Linked DNA regions of Sus scrofa: region 1 is linked to region 2. Evidence: chromatin contacts called from public Hi-C data. All regions are on one chromosome and are shown on one strand. The core of a region is the stretch at or near the end of the contact, and the rest is flanking DNA. Distances in the headings are between cores, read along the strand shown. Region 1 holds the start of SHOC2 (leucine-rich repeat protein SHOC-2). Region 2 holds the start of DUSP5 (dual specificity protein phosphatase 5).

The links. A called contact is a pair of places that touch in the nucleus more often than the background predicts.
Region 1: a contact with region 2 is called in a Hi-C map of subcutaneous adipose tissue, with 2.6 times the contacts expected there. The contact joins the promoter of SHOC2 here to the promoter of DUSP5 in region 2. A contact is called at or near these places in 1 of 47 Hi-C or Micro-C datasets (subcutaneous adipose tissue) and 1 of 2 datasets of contacts at active chromatin or transcription factors (alveolar macrophages).

The regions. Positions count from the first base shown.
Region 1 is chr14:121,346,558-121,351,779 of Sscrofa11.1, reverse strand. SHOC2 (leucine-rich repeat protein SHOC-2) reads right to left here and starts at 3,842. Exons shown (of 9, transcript XM_005671457.3): 1 at 3,424-3,842. BBIP1 (BBSome-interacting protein 1) reads left to right here and starts at 3,438. Exons shown (of 4, transcript XM_013983731.2): 1 at 3,438-3,576.
Region 2 is chr14:120,902,363-120,907,711 of Sscrofa11.1, reverse strand. DUSP5 (dual specificity protein phosphatase 5) reads right to left here and starts at 1,372. Exons shown (of 4, transcript XM_003359366.4): 1 at 798-1,372. The coding sequence starts at 1,176. LOC110256730 (a long non-coding RNA gene) reads left to right here and starts at 1,446. Exons shown (of 4, transcript XR_002338641.1): 1 at 1,446-3,308.

The DNA.
Region 1 (5,222 bases), core at 2,593-5,092, 440 kb before region 2:
AAAATTATTTAGGCTGTCTTACAAGTCTTACAGAAATATTAAATTACACAACAGATACTAATAATCCAGCATATTTTCAAAACAAGTAGGACTGCAGTTTAGCTACCTAGATAACAAAGAATTTGAATTTTATTCATCCTTCCCCTCACAATCCATACAGGTAAACCAAGGCAAAATATATTCCAGTAGTTATTCAGAAGCCATTTTGGAAACCATTCCACACAGAATTCCAGTTTATATCTCTCTGAATGTGGGACAGGCCTGTCCCAAGTCACCAAAGAAACAGTAACATTTAAAAAGTGTAATTCCAGGAGTTCCCATTGTGGCTCAGTGGTGAGGAACCCAACTAGTATCCATGAGGATGAGGGTTCAATCCCTGGCCCCACTCATTGGGTTAAGGATTTAGTGTTGCCATGAGCTGTGATGTGGGTGGTTGTGACTAGGCCAGTGGCTTCGGCTCCAAATGACCCCTAGTCTGGGAACCTCCAAGTGCCATGGGTGTGGCCCTAAAAAGATTGAAAAGAAAAGAAGTGTAATTCCAGCAAGCATAACAAAAGAATTATAATTTTAGTGTTCCTTTTGAAAAGGAAATGTTTCAAATTTCTGACTGGTTTCTAGTTCACAAGTTGTATAAATCCTTCTTGCTACAATTATCAAAACGCAGCTCTGATCAACTTTCTGAATATTAGTTTAAAAACTAAAAAAGAAAAAATCCAGCTGCAAGTTATTAATATATTTCTTAATATCACTCTTTAACCCATAACAATTTATAACAAATAAAAGAAAATCTTAAACATTTGAAAACTGTTCTAATAACCAGAAAACAAATGCCAACCCAAAATAAATGTTTTCTTCAAAAACTGAACAAACACCTTCGGGAAAACTAGTAACCTTAAGAATAGGCCAAGTACATACCTCCAAACTGGCATTTCAAGAATACAGTTTTATGTCATCTTTATGTTACATTTAAGTCATTTAAAAGTTATAAACCTTAGACAAAGCCTTTATTCCCTGTGGTCTATATTTCAAATGCATATTCATAATTAAAATTCTACAGTGCACCCTATGTCCAAATTAATATTTAAAAGATTTATTACATTCAAAGATCCTTATGCAGGGAATGGTCACTTACATACTTATTCCTAATAGTTCTTGTCACTGTCACATAGAAAAACATCAACACTTAAATTCAAACTATGAAGGTAAGCTTACTGAATGTTACAAATAGCTAAGTTTCTTCAAATACAAGTAACAAACAGTTACAAGGGTTGTGGCATGTAAAGGGGAGGGTAGAGATTAGCAACTAATAAACCGAGGTCTTTAAAATTAAGACAGTCTTTCAGTGTTGATGCTACATTTTGATATAAAAATACTTGGTTACACAAGTGTATCCTGGGATTCTGGGGAAAAAAAAGAACAAAAATAGTTTGATACAATTATCCATTACTCTGAGTAGATACTAGAAGGAGCTGACATTTCTGAATAAGTGTACAAAATAACACTAGCATAAGCTTAGACATAGACTGTTATGATTTACCGTGGTGGAGGCAAATACTATACAGCCTACATCTGCAACCCAATTTTTACTTCGGTATCCCCAGAGACTAAGAAAACATTTCTTTGGGCAGGTTGCAAAACATTGCTTCCTCTTTTATTCTCATCACCCTCATTATGATACAAAGCAACAGACAGACAAGAAAGCCAAATCACCAACTGCAAGGGTTTAAAGCTTAAACACACACAAAAAGCATCTTCTTTCCAGCTACCGAAAGGGTATTCAGTTCACCTGTTTGTAAATCCATACTAACACAATTACACAAAACCTCTGATGATTAAAAAAAAAAAAAAGCAATTAATGGTTCAGAGTCATTATTCTTCTACCTAGGCAAGGGGGGGAGGGGGATGGTACAAAACAATGGATACAGAGGGGCTGGGGAAAAATCGTTTTGTCCTGAAGCCTCTAACGTTTAGAGCTGGGGGTGGGGGGTGGGGGGGGCGGGGAGGAGAGTACTTTTCCTCTATCCCTAAAAGCTGCCGCGGAAAGAGGTTGGCATTAGGCAGGTCCAACAGAGCAGTCTTGGACCTACAACTCGCTTCACCAAGCAACACACCCAAAGTCGACTCACCACTCTTCAGAGAGAGGAGACGAGAACCCGAGAGCGCGGTGGGCTTTGGGGAGCGGGCGAGGAAAGACTCCACCCGCACCACTACCGCTGCGTCGGGGCCCCAGCCAACGTTTCATACGCCCACGGGGCGCCCCGCAGCCTGGGCCCGGGGACCCAGGGAGCCGAGCGGAGCAGGACCGTCCTCTGGGCGCCCCCGGCCCCGGCTCTAGAGCCAGTTAGTCCTCTCTCGGGCGCTGTCCCCGGCCGCCTGCGGCAACCGCAGGCCCGGCCCCGGACGCTGTCAGCTGGCCGGCTCGCTCTCGGCGAGAGGCTACGGGCCCGTACGAGAGACGGCTCCGTGGGCCCGGCCCTCCCGGCGACAGCACCCAGGAAAGCGGCGGCGGCGGCGGCGCCTCCCAGGGCCCCGGCCCCTCGGGCCTCGCCCCGGCCCCGCCAGCTAGCGCCTGTCAGGACGCGCGGGGCTTCCCCCTACCGACAGCCCGCCCGACCGGCAGGAAGGAAGGCAGGAAGAACCGGCCAACAAGCACCCTCCCGCCTCAGCGGCCCCTGGTTACCGTCAGGAGCCCCGACTCCGCCATCCTCCTAGCTCGCCCTTCCTCCTCCTCCTTGGAAGCGACGCTGCCCAACCGCCGCCCCCCGCCCGCCCCTCCCCCACTCGCCCCGCCCCGCCCCGCCCGCCCCTCCACACACACTCGTTGCTACCGCCCCGCCCCACCCCTCCGGCGCAGGCCGGTCAATCGCTGGGGAAGAAAAACAGGCGGGGCCAGGGCAACAGAAGCTGCCCAATCAGAGTGAGGTACTGTCGCCAGCGACGCTACCCAATCAGAGTGAGGCATTAGCTCCAGCTTCTCTTTCTCTCTCCCTCTCTCTCTCTCTCTCTTACTCTCCCCGCCCTTTTCCTTTCCTCAGCTCTTCTATGCCCTTTCTCCCGCCCACTGGGCGCCGCTGGCTAGCTGGGTCACCGAGAGACCCTCCAGCAGGGTAGAGAGACAACTCTCAACGGAAGTTACTGTTGACGCTAAGGCAGCCATATCTGATAATGGCAACGGAAGTTTCCTCGCCTCCGGTCTCCTGTGTGACGTAATTTTCCCTTCGCCCAATCTTATAGTTGCCCTGGGCAACAGTTGAGCCGTCAGGGAAGACACGCATCTGTAAGTAGGCCCCAAAAAGTACCGAAGGTAACCAGACATCCCATATTAAACAAGTTAATTCATACTCCAGACTACTTTCCAAGATTGGGGGGATAGAGGAAGCGGCTTTTCTGGCCCTTATTTTGCTGGGACATCTGGTCACTTACCTAGGTGGACAAGAGTTTACGGCGCCGAAAATCCCTGTCCTGCCCGGAAGTTGCGTTTGACACTTCTGAAAGGGGTCATGGCGGAAGCATGGGAATAGCTTGCGCCCCCCTTTCCCCAGGGAGTACCCATTCCGACAGGAGTCGCAAAGTGAGGTGAGTGTCCCTTGGTCTCCAACCGTGGGTCAGGCCCGTGCGGGCCCGACGGCCCCTGGGAAACGGAGCGCTGAGGAGGCGAGCCGGGCTCAAAGCCTCTTCCGCTGGAAATAGGTTTTCTTTCCGGGCTGGTCCGATGGCGGCCCGCCCTCCCTCCGCCCCTCTGAGGCTCCCTGTGGGGTGAGGCCGCTCTACCGGCTTCCCTCGCCCCGCTGCAGCCAGCTGGGACGGGAGGGGCCCCTAACTCCAGCAAAGTGGATCTCCTGACCACGCCCCAGCAAGTTCTGTTAAGCACTTTCACCCTCTGACCTTTAAGGTCGGAGAATTCTGGAGCTTGAGGAAATCATTTTCCATCCCCAGCTATAAAGGAAAAAGATGGTCACCCTACCACTGTGACAACATCTCGAAGCCTTATTTCCCCACTTCCTGTCTGCATATTCTGAAATTTTCAACCTTTTCTTCGTTTCTCCTCTTCTCGGGGTTTGTAAGCATTGACTGCAGTTCTGGATGAAAGTATACTGTCCACATTGTGCATGTCTATGGTTTATTAAACAACTTAATGTTTGTGAATATTCATGAAATGTATTATTTTATATGGTTTTTTTACAAGAGTTATCACACATTATCGTAGTTCCTTCTGTAGATTTGAGTCGACAATTGTCAGTCATCTTGGTAATATCAAGTTGGCTCAGATCCAATTTTGCTGTGGCTCTGGTGTAGGCTGGCGGCTACAGTTCTGTTTGGACCCCTAGCCTGGGAACTTCCATATGCCTCCGCTGTGGCCCAAAAAGACAAAAAAAAAAAAAATTTTTTTTAAAGAATACGATAAACATTCATATACCTTTCGCCTAGATCCAACAGTTGTTAACATTGTGCCATATTTACTTTATCCCTTTTCACACACTTTGTTATTGAGCCATTGGGAAATAGGTTGCAGACACCTGTTGTTAAGCAGGCATCCCTAAACATGTATTTATTTTCTAAGAATTATAAAGTTTTCTTGCAAAAACAAAATATCATTATGATTAATAAGTCTTCAGTCTTTAAAATCCAGTGTGTATATATCTGTATTTTCCCATTGACCAAAGAATGTCTTTTATACCTCCTCCTTGCAAAAAATATCAGGGTCCAGTCATGGTTTATATATTGTATTTGGGTATTATAACTTTTTTTTTTTTTTTTTGTCTTCTTGCCATTTCTTGGGCCGCTCCGGTGGCATATGGGGGTTCCCAGGCTAGGGGTCTAATTGGAGCTGCAGCCGCCGGCCTACGCCAGAGCCACAGCAACGCAGGATCTGAGCCACATCTGCAACCTACACCACAGCTCACGGCAACACCCGATCCTTAACCCACTGAGCAAGGCCAAGGACCGAACCCACAACCTCATGGTTCCTAGTCGGATTCGTTAACCACTGAGCCACGACGGGAACTCCAGGGTATTATAACTCTTTAGCCTTAATCTAGAACCATTCCGCCATCTCTTTTTACCTTGTAAAATTGTCATTTTGAAAAGTTCAGGCCAGGGGTCTTTTTGAATGTCTCCTCTTATTTTTCACAAATCAGAAGTAGGTCTGGAAGCATGATTAGATTCAGTTTAACACTTTTTGCAAGACTACTTAAAAGTATTTATACTTTACCAATCATGAC
Region 2 (5,349 bases), core at 123-2,622:
GACACAGCTTTTGAGAGTTTCAAATAAAAGGCGACACAACCCCCTTCGCAACCACCCTGTGGCACCTCTCCTAGGTCCTGGCTCGCTGGGCCAGCCTCCCCCGCGCTGGCAGACAGCGTTAGGGTCGCTGGGTTGGGCCACGACCCGTCTAGGAAGGGGACGAGAAGGTGGAAGAGATGGGAAGGCTGTCAGCTCCAAACTGAGCTAGAGAAAAGCCTGGAGGCGAGAAGGGGAAGCTGAGGGACAATAAAAAGCAATAAAATGAAATGGAAAGGAAGGGGAGGGACTGCCAGGGTCAAAAGGCAAGAGGGTCGATGAAGACACAGCCTAACGTAGGTTAATTGTCCAGGAGGGAGGAAAGGGGACACCGCGGCGCCACGCTCCTGGGGGAGGGGGTGGTCCCGACCTGCGGATTCCGCCAGGTCCGTCCATTAGGACGGCTCCGGAGCATAGGCCCCAGCGAGAGCGGGTAAGCCCGCGCCAGGAAACGGGGCCACTGCCCAGCACAAGCCAGCGGGCCCCCAGCTGCGTAAGCGACCCCATCTTCCCCGGCGGGCAGACCGTCAGGCGCTTTCGAGGAACGCGGGTGGGGAGGGGAAAGCCGTGAGCGCTGACATTGGCGGTGCCCTCCCCGGAGCACGTCAAGCCCCAGGGTGCAGACTCCCGCCAGTGGAGAACTTCCCGGGTTCCAGGGTGGAGGAGGGCGGCCGGCGCCAGAAGGCGACTTCAGAGTCCGGGGCCGTCCCGGCGAGGAGTCAGGTAGAGTGACGGGGGATCCGCGGCCCTGGCTCACTCACCTTTGAGGAAGTAGACTCGCGGGCCGGCGGGGAGGCAGGCGAGCAGCGAGGTGAGCACGACGCGCGCGGCACTCTCTTCGCGCAGCTTCTGCCAGTGGCGGCTGCCCTGGTCCAGCACGACTACGGCCGCCACGCCGCCGCCACCCTCTTGCAGCAGCCGCGCGCGCGCCGCCTCGTCGGGCAATACGTAGCGCGCCGACACCGCACCGCCGCGGGCCCTCCGCAGCACCACCGAGTTGAGGTTGACGTTGAGCGAGCCGCGCACGCTGGAGGCGGCGAAGGCCAGGTAGGGCCGGCAGTCGAGCACCACACAGCGCGCCGCCGCCTCCTTGCGGAGCATCTTGCGCAGCTGGCGCCCGTCGAGCGACGTGACCTTCATGCCGCCGCCCAGCGGCCGCGCGCCGGGCACCCCGCAGGTGCCGACGGCCAGGATGCCGGCCAGCGAGGCCCGGGAGGGCAACCCGCGGGGCTGCGGCCGGCCGACCGAGCCCGGCGCCGGAGCGGCAGCTCAACTCTTCTTTCCCGCCCCCTACGCTCGGCGCCCGGCCCGGCCACTCGCCGCCCCAGAAGCCGGGGATTCCGCCGGCGGCGCTGGGTTTTAAGCGAATGGGTGTGTGGCCTATGACGTGGCTGCCCATATAAGGCCAAATATGGGTATTTCCCCGCCCCTTCGGGCTGTGGCCACGCCCCCAGGGAGCGGGACGCGCGGGGCGGTCGCCAAGCGTTAGTCAGCCGGAGAAAGAGGAAGTGGAAGGCGCCTCCTGTGCTCTCTGTGGCGTTGCGCGGAGACACTCACTCGCGCATCACCGGGGACTGACGGTGGGGTGTCAGGAACGCCACGAGGCCGAGGTGACCCACGCTGTGCGGGAAGAGGAGGAAGCGGAGGAGGCAGAGCCGGCGCCGCACCAGCGGGCTTTGAGTTTCATAGACGTAGGTTCAGAACCTGCTGGGGGCCATGCCAGGCACTGCTGTAGGGAGAGCAAGGGGAGCCCTCGGCTAGTGCCCCCAGATGAGTCAGAAGTAGATTTCGATCCTTACGGGTCTTTACGCGGGAAATGAGATGATGGTGGAATTTGCTCCAAGGGCTGGGCTATTGATGACTGAAGATTGGGCTTGTTTTGGTAATCATTGAAGCTTGGTGATGGGTACCTGGGGATTCATTATATTGTTTACTCTACTTTCCTTTATATTTTGAAATTTCCCATAAGAAAAGTACCTAGAAGTAAAAATGGAGAGAGAAGAGCCAAAAATTAATCTCCCCAAATGGATTCTGCCCTCAAAGGATTGATGGTCCTTTGTCACACTCCCAATAATAATTAGAATAATTGTTTTTGAGAAACTCTTCTCTGCCTCCCAGAAAATCCGTCCTGAGTTCAGCTGCAGCATCAACATGCGCTGTTGATGGAGCTCAGCACAGCCAACTGTCCAGGTGGCTTCTGGATTTGAGGGATTATCTGTGGATCAAGTATAATCTCAGGCTGTCTGACCCCACCAGTCCCCAGCAGTTCAGGCTTCCCATCCCCAATCTTGGGGAACTGGACGTGATTCACCCATTCAGCAAGTATTTAGTGAGGGTCAGCTTTGTGCCCTACCAGCTGCAGGGACATGCATGAGGGAAACAAGCTTCTATCCCAAAATCAGGACCAACCATTTTGTCGTGAGTGTGATGAGGAAGGAGGCTGCCTGATGGAAACACCAGGAGGGGCTTGTTTACTACCAACAGAGGGAATGAGGTTTTTAGGAGGAAGCAGAAATCAAATTCTGAAATCAAATGCAATCAAACCAGGCACAGATAGCCAGCTATTGCCTCTGGGTCTCAGCTGCCCTCTGTTAAGAGGTGCTGTCCTTGCTCTGTCAGTGGCATCTTAATTAATATGTGTTGTAGGCAGAGCAAGGGTTTTCTTTCTTTTGGGGATTATCCGTGCCAGCCTTCCCTGCATTCTGCTCCTCCTCCAGTGTCACCAGAACCATCCACCCCCTGACATTTCAACCTAAGACCAACCTCCACACACATGGAGCACCCACATGGCCAGGCTCTGTATTGGTTGCTAGAAACTAAAGTAAGCAGGCTCACTCTCTCCAGCTGCCCCCTGCTCAGAGAGGAGGCTTAGACTAGTCACAGGCCACTTTAAGATCCTGTGGTCAGTGCAGAAGAACATCCACGGTCTGCAAGGTGGGGCTGGAATGGCGCCCTGGAGAAGACCTCCCAGAGCAGAGGAAGCTGAGGTGAACTTAAAAGAATGAATTGAGGTGAGCCAAGCCATGGAGGGGGAGGGTGGAGGGCATTCCAGGCAGAGAAAACTGCTGGAGGTAAATGAGAAAAAAAAAAAAAGAGAGCTGAGCATGGTATGTGCTGGAGGTACGTGGGAGACTAAGGCATTTCTGGCATTTATTAGAAAATTAGGCAGGGTCAGGTGACAGAGGGACTTGGGTGCCATTTAAGGCATTTGGATTCTTATCCTTTGGCTGGGGCAGCCCTGGATGAAGGGTGTTACTCGGTGACCTGGTCAGGTGAGCATTTGGGGACCTCACTGAGGTGGCACTGTGGAGGAGGGATGTTTTATGTGAGTGGGGGTGGGGTCCAGACCGGAGTCGGGAGACAGATAGGAGGCTTTTGTGGGTAATCCAGGCCTGAGCTGATAAGGGCCTGCCGGAACTTGGCAGTGATAGCAGCAATTGAAGAGGCCACACAGATGGGAGAGACATTTAGGAAGTAAATTGCCGGAAGGGATGGGATGGGGAGAGAGGAGTGGACGGTGGCTGAGTGAATGGTGACACCTTTAGATAGGGACCCTACAGGAACAGATCTGGGTGGGTAGTGGGGGTGGGGTGGTAGTGGTGAGGTTTAGACATATTAATAAAGGAGAGTTGATCATGGGCCACCCACTGGGTAGTGGTGGGGTGGCCTGGCAAGCAGTATAGGAAGGTCAACCTTCAGCTGACTGCTCTGTCACTTCCCATGCCCAACAGATCACCAACTCCCAGGACTCTGCTCTCCAGATCTCTTTCTTAATCTACACTTTCTAGTCCTGTGGCCGAGGCCAGCTTGGTGTGTGGGTGACCTTTGTAGCTACATGGGGCCATAACTTAAAAGGGCACTGTGCTTTGTTTAATGCTCTCCTGTCACTCTCCTGAAATTCTTTAATAATTTTTGGAGAAGGGACCCTTTGCACTGGGACCCACAAATTATGTAGCCAGTGCTGCCCACGGCTATAAATAGAGGGTCCCATTATCTCTGCCCACCCTCACTGCCACCCCTACTGGGCCCTACAGTAGCATCCTGTTTCCCAATCTCTAAGCCATCTTCTTGCTCTCTTGCCCTCGTCAATGTGATCTTTTTAAGTTTAGCTCAGAGCATAGAGCCCACCTTCTCTGCTCAAAAACCCTCAGAAACACCTACGCACTGACGTAAAATCCGGATTCCTTAGTGGAACACCAAGGTCCTTGTTCTGGCCAGTTGGCCATAACCCACCCCTAACCTTGTTTTTCTTCTTTATTCTTCCCACCCAAGGCTCCAGTCACATGGAACTACCCATTTCCTAAACTTGCCCAGTATTTTACTGCCCCCCCCAAAGGCCTTGAGAGCCTCCCCCATTCCTTTGTAGAGGAATTGTCCACCTCATGCACCAGCTCTAGAGCTCCCATTGACTCCTTAATCCCCCAGCTTCAGTTGCCTTCCTGGGGGTTCTCACACTTGTGCAATTTCCCCCTCCCCCAACCTGACACGTGAGTGTTATCTGTCCTGCCATTAGTCTGAAGGCTCCAGGGCACACTCAGGGCTTATCCTACCATCTGTGACTCCATCTCAACACCCAGCACATGGTAGGAGCTCAGGCCAGTGTTGGTGGAATGGAATCCATTGCTTGCCCAGACTTGAAAGCAGCTGGCTTTTTAGGAGGCACCTGGAGAAAAAGGTGGCCACAGGATAAACCAAGGCCCTAGACCCTGGGTCAGGAGACCAGGTAGGAAGCTGTGGACACACAGGCCCGAGGATCAGGGACTAGAATGCATAGGCCACAGGCCTAAGAGGAAGAGGAGGGTGTCTGTGACTGTAATTGTGTAAATAATCATACCTGTGGTGCCCCCCCACCTGCCCGCTTTGAAATGGGAGTGGGGGGATTGGGGGGAAAGCAGAGTTTAAATTAACCTTATGAATCTGTGAGGTGTGACCTTGTTCTATTCATCATTCCCCCTCTACCCCCTCCAGTTCTCAGAGTAGGGCAAGAAGATTTCTATGTTCCTTGACCCTCCTTTGACTGGTCATACTAACCCTCAGGCCCTGGTTCATCACTGTGATCTGGTGTTCTTACTCTTTGGAGGGTCATGGTGCCCCTTTGAAAAGGGGGGGGGCCTCTTCCTTGGAGAAGTGCACACACAGCTTTCAGCTTCCAATGTCAGGGAATTTCATGGACCTGGGAACTCCCGTGTCTGTCCCTGCTTCTCCCATCTGCCCATAAAGTGGGGCCAGGTGGCCTGTGGGGATGGATCAGAATGTACCCGAATGCCAGAGCAGGGCCATCTCCAAGCCAACCCAAGGGTCCTCTAGCAGCCT